Regions from separate parts of the Cyprinus carpio genome. Here region 2 is linked to region 1. Evidence: chromatin contacts called from public Hi-C data. All regions are on one chromosome and are shown on one strand. Each heading gives the region's core, a stretch centred on a gene start, on an enhancer-like site or on the middle of the called end of the contact. The rest is flanking DNA. Distances are from core to core; before and after follow the strand shown.

What was found. Hi-C and Micro-C count contacts between places; a contact is called where the count stands out from the background.
Region 2: a Hi-C map of red blood cells shows a contact between it and region 1, with 2.9 times the contacts expected there. The contact joins the promoter of LOC109103934 here to the promoter of LOC109047260 in region 1. A contact is called at or near these places in 2 of 8 Hi-C or Micro-C datasets (red blood cells and skeletal muscle).

The regions. Positions count from the first base shown.
Region 1 is chrA20:6,729,037-6,732,190 of ASM1834038v1, reverse strand. LOC109047260 (cell cycle control protein 50A-like) reads left to right here and starts at 1,713. Exons shown (of 7, transcript XM_042777494.1): 1 at 1,713-2,176. The coding sequence starts at 1,931.
Region 2 is chrA20:6,913,664-6,916,687 of ASM1834038v1, reverse strand. LOC109103934 (protein zyg-11 homolog) reads left to right here and starts at 1,401. Exons shown (of 16, transcript XM_042777501.1): 1 at 1,401-1,768. The coding sequence starts at 1,745.

The sequences.
Region 1 (3,154 bases), core at 464-2,963:
CAAAAGTAAAGCTCAGAAGTAAAAAAAAGAAAGGACCTTAGGGATGAAGTAAGCAGAGGCATGTTGCAAAAACTCAGAACTTAAAGCTGAGCAATGAGCCTTTGAAAAGTGGAGGACAAAGATCAATAAAGAAAGAAATCACAAAGTCAGAGACACACTGAATAAATCCAAAAAGGAAGTTAATGGATGAAAAGAAATGGTAGGTTGACAAACTATAAAAGAGCATGTTAGACCTTAAGAAAATATATTGGGACTTTTCAAGGAGAGCAAGTCTGAAGGTCTACACCTGCATGATAAAGAACTTGGAAGTTTTAGAGGAAAAAAGATTGTCAGAAACACAGCTTTGATAAAATACTGCCAGTTTAGTGCCCCCACACCTGTTCTGAGAAAACCTTGTACTGCTTCAGTCGTTGCTTTGGTGTCTTGCTCCATCTTCTGGTTCAAATGGTGCATTTGAGCCTTCCAAATGGTGACTATGAATTGAACCACAAAGTCTAGAGAACACTTGAGCCGTTAATTTGTTGTCTTTTATTTGAACCACAAAGTCTGTGTCCATGCTTGTGTAACAAATATATTAGGATATGATAAAATACATTCTAAAATTAATTATAAATCTTGTATTTCAAGAGAAAAGAATCACAGATGTTGGTGGAACATTGCATTAAAGTAAAAATGAGACTCACTACACCATAGAATAATGACATAGGCCTAATCATCAGTCAACACATCAGTCATCGCTTAAAAAAGTAGTTTTGCCTCACAGTTGTACAGAAACTACATTGTTTTCCCCCCAAACGAAACGGTTTGAAATGGATTTAGATTTTTACAAAATTGATGGTGCAAAATTTTAGCATTACAGGCCCTACACACCCTGCTGGAGAACAAACAGTTTTTTCATTATATATATATATATGTATATATATCACACACACACACACATACACACACATATACAACACCCATATATGATAAATGAATAAAACAAAATTATAATTTGTAACAGGCAAATATGTAACAAATAAAATATCTGATTCTATACGTATTCTTTTTAATTATCTATTTGTCTATAACTAACATAACTATGTGGTTGTGTCATGTGGTACAACGCCTGCCAGATGCCCATGTGATTCATTTTAACGAATAGGTTCGTTTCAGTGAGTGAACCAGTTAAAAATGATTCACCAGTTAATTTGAGTCATCATGTTCATCACGGTAACAAATATGTTAAAAAAAACCATCCATAGTGACTGCAGTAGTATAGTATTTATTGTAAACCAGTGTGATGTTGATGTTTGATTATGTATGATGTAGATTGATGTTTAATGTTAACTGATGAATGAAGAATCAGAAATGAGGTTTGTGGTTTATGGATTTTGGAGTTTATGGGGATGTCAAGGGTAACATGTTAAAGTCAATAACTGTATATAAGCTCAATCATTTTAATACATTCACAACATAAAACATTGCTTTTTTATTCTGCTTTTAAAAAAGCAGTCGGAGATCTCCACTTTCAGTTATTATGAATTAGCATTTTATGAAAGCATTAAAACACCAAGTAAATATTTTGGTAACATAATAATTGCATACAGATTAAACACAGAACATACGTACGTATACATTGTGATTAAAAAAAAAACGCTCACTTATCACAGCACAGTGATTCAAAAACGCTTCGCGAATCAGTTCGACTGAATCAAAGGATCCGGTTCATATACATGATTCGCGAATCAGACAACACTAGCTGACACTTCCTGTAGCACCGCCTCAAACAAAACAAGCAACTATCCACACAACCTGGAGAGAAGGTCCCCGTGAAGACAGACTACTTCAGCGGACATATAAAATACATTTATATTATTTACCCGTCTATAATCGAGAGATTGTGTGTTTTAATACAAGGAACAGAGGCTGTGAGCTGGTGTTTACAGCTATGATGGCGTCCAGCTACAGCGCGAAAGAGGAAGACGGTCATCACTCGGGATCCGCGGGGCTCGGCGGAACCGCCATCCGGACTAGAAAGCCCGACAACACCGCCTTCAAACAGCAGCGGCTACCGGCCTGGCAGCCCATCCTGACCGCGGGGACCGTGCTGCCCGCCTTCTTCATCATCGGCCTCATCTTCATCCCGATAGGAATCGGCCTCTTCGTGACGTCCAATAACATCAAGGAGTTCGAGGTTTGAGTCTGTTGCGCTGTGTGTGCTTAGTGTCATTTTACTAACAAATACAGAGTGAACACACGTCTACTGTATAACCAGTTTTCAGACCAGTTTCAGTTTTCAGACCAGTTCCCTTCTTCCATTCATTGCAAAAACACTTAAACGAGCTGTTCAACCAAGTCTCTGCCTTGCTCACACAGAACAACCTCCTTGACCAACCAGTCTGGCTTCAGAAGTGGACATTCGACTGAGACTGCCTTGCTCTCAGTTGTTGAAGCCCTAAGACTGGCAAGAGCGGAATCCAAATCTTCAACACTTATCTTGCTTGATCTGTCCGTTGCTTTTGACACGGTTAACCACCAGATCCTCCTGTCAGCCCTACTGACAAAGGGCATCTCAGAAACCGCACTCCAGTGGTTTGAGTCTTACCACTCAGATAGGTCCTTCAAAGTATCTTGGAGAGGTGAGGTGTCCAAGTCGCAACATCTAACTACTGGGGTGCCTCAGGGCTCTGTTCTTGGACCACTTCTCTTCTCTGTCTACATGGCATCATTAGGTTCTGTCATTCAGAAACATGGCTTTTCATACCATTGCTATGCTGATGGATGACACTCAACTCTACCTCTCTTTCCATCCTGATGATCCGACGGTAGCTTCTCGCATCTCAGCTTGTCTAACAGACATTTCTTGCTGGATGAAGGACCATCACCTTCAACTAAACCTTGCCAAGACAGAACTGCTTGTGGTTCCAGCAAACCCATTGTTTCATCACAATTTCACCATCCAGTTAGGAACATCAACCATAACTCCTTCAAAAACAGCCAGAAACCTTGGAGTTATGATTGATGATCATCTGACTTTCTCAGACCACATTGCTAAAACCGTCTGGTCCTGTAGATTTGCTTTATTCAACATCAAGAAGATCAGGCCCTTTCTTTCGGAACATGCTGCACAATTCCTTGTTCAAGCTCTTGTTCTGTCCGGCTGGACTATTGC
Region 2 (3,024 bases), core at 152-2,651, 180 kb before region 1:
ACAATTCCTTTTCCAGCATGCTGGAGCACCTTGACATAAGGCAAAAGTGATAATAAAGTGGCTCGGGGAACAAAACATCGAAACTTTGGGTCCATGGCCAGGAAACTCCCCAGACCTGATCCCACTGAGAACTTGTGGTCAATCCTCAAGAGGCAGGTGGACAAACAAAAACCCACAAATTTTGACAAACTCTAAGCAATGAATATGCAAGGATGGGCTGCCATCAGTCAGGATGTGGCCCAGAAGTTGATTGACAGCATGCCAGGGCGAATTACAGAGGTCCGGAAAAAAAAGGGTTAACGCTGCAAATACTGAGTCTTTGCATAAACGTATTGTAATTGTCAATAAAAACCTTTGACACTTATGAAATTCTTGTAATCAGTATAGCATAGTAACATCTGACAAAAAGATCTAAAAACACTGAAGCAGCAGACTTTGTGAAAATTAATATTTGTGTCATTCTCAAAACTGTTGGCCGCGGCTGTATACTGTATGTCGCGATACTGAGTTATCGAAAATATAAAAACTTAAATAAAAACTGAAACCTTATAAAAAGAAAAACTTAAAACTCGAATAGAAATATTTCTAAAACTTCAATTTTAAATTGCACCTTAAACTTAGGAAACCATAAAACTACGAAAAATTTATGGTCTTTGTGTTCAAAAATCTATGTAACTGACTTATTTATAAGTGTACTGTCGTTAATCATATTACATTATTGTTACAAATACATATTTACTCTAGCCGTTTTTATGTTTTTGTACTAATGCATGTACACAAATAAAGTTTATCTTTCATAGGTCTCGCCCACTGTAAGCTACTATCTTGCTTTGGCTGAATTCAGAAAATCATAATTTTGACACGCTAGATATGCTCTTCTGTGTCATCCGCGACACAAGGAATTGTTGAATAAAGTCGTTGTTTTTGTTTTCTTCGCTTACAAAAAGTGTTCCCGTCGCTTCATATAAAACGGAATGCACCTCTGATGGCAGATGGAGTATTCTGACGATGACTTTCATACCTTTTATGGACCTTGACACTGTTATTTACTTGACAGTCTATGGGACAGTCACAAGCCTCTCGGTTTTCATCCAAAATATCTTAAATTGTGTTCCAAAGACCTGTTTAGTACGACATGGGGGTAAGTGATTAATGACAAAATTTTCATTTTGGGGTGGAGTATCCCTTTAAAGCAGTTTTTTGGCATGTCTTGGCCTGAGTTTTTGTTGCATTCACACAGTTTTGACCAGCAGGCGTCACTGGCGTGTGGTGTTTCGAGCGCTTCGAAACAGTGAATCACTTTGCGAAACAATTGGTTCAATTGAACCGAAGCTTCGAAAAGGTTCGTTTCTCCCGTCGCTGCCGCCCACAGCCCCGCCCCCTCTGATGCAGTTCCGTTTCCCGTGTGACGACCTTGTTTACTTGTCAAGACGTCGCTGCGCGTTCCTCCCGATATAAAAGAGCCGTCAGAATGACTGACAGCACGCTGTGACCGGAGCACGTATGATCTCTTAAACAACAATGCAAACGAGGAACAGAAGCTACAGTGGATTTATAGCGGCCCGTGTACTTTTAATCACCAACAAGCAGGATCCGCGAATGTTTGAAGACAGATGTGTGAAGGCTAACTAACAGGCTAAGTAAAGAAGCTAAGAGCATTTCAGTCGGGTTGTATTTGATCTCCACCTCAACCCACCGGCCATTATCCGCAGAACACGAGCGTTTCTTTCGTTTTGAGGCCGTTATGATCCATCTCTCTGAGACCATGGTAAGGCTTTACATCTCACACTACTACTGTATGTAACGTGTGCCGTTCACCAGATCATCCTTCAGATGGAGAAGAACTCTAAATCAAGCGGTTTGCAGTAACATGTTGGTGCTCATAAACTGTGTTGCGTTAGGGATGATCACAAGGAAGTTGTAACTACCGAAAGGTCATAGGGTCGGACCTTCAAGGGTTGGTGATCCATGATCAGGAACCACTGGCTCCTTGAGCAAAACCAACACTTTCTCCAGCGGAGACTATAGTTAAATAGTATTTTGTATTGTTGTTGATGAAATTTTTTTTTTTTTTTTTTTATATCTAAAAAGTGTATAAAATAGCTTTTATGGGTATAAAATGTACTTAAAATACTAAATATACATTAAATTATTAATAACTAATATGTAACTTAGAAATAAATGTCTTTTGCGGTCTCAAATATAATAACTATACATGATCTTATTAGTAGCCAAAAACTACATTTGCAAAATAAAATGTACTGTATTGTGCAATACTGAAATTAAAGAATTTGTTATTATTCCATTCCCTTGTTTTAGTTTAATTGTGACCACAAATTAAGTATTTAGTCCTATGACTTAATTTAATTTAAAAATAAATCAAAAAATAAATTAAAAAGAAATCATAAATCATCCTATTAATTTGGGGGGTGCTTAATAAACCGACACACTTTTAATCTGAAGAACTGCGGTCTTTCATTACACATGTAGCTCCGTAGACTAGAAAACCCGTCAAAATAAGATTAAAGGAGATCTATACATATTTAAACTTAAAATAAAAAAATATTAAAATGTATACAAAAACAAATTAGAAGATTAATCAAAATAAAGTGTTACAATAAAAAAAGGTTTAATGTGTATTTAATTTATACAGTAAAGTGTTATTTTACATTTGTTTGCTTTATTTCTGTACCTGAAAACTGTTAAACCTACCTAAAAAGCACTGATTATTTAAGATGTATCTTTGTTCTGTTGTATTTATGTAGGCTTGCTGAATGTTAAATGTATCCAATCCATGTTTATTAGAAATTATTTGATAATGCAGGAACAAAACTGCTAGTATAATTTAATGCAGGTGTCTTTGAACTTTGCAGATTTAAAACATGTTTAAAATACTATCTATTTTGATGCCAAAATTTCAAGTAAAAGAGGAAGTGACAAATATCGGTATCGGAATCGGCCAATAAGTGTTTGTGAAAATCTGTATCGGCACCAAATAATCCTATTGGTGCATCCCTAAAATAT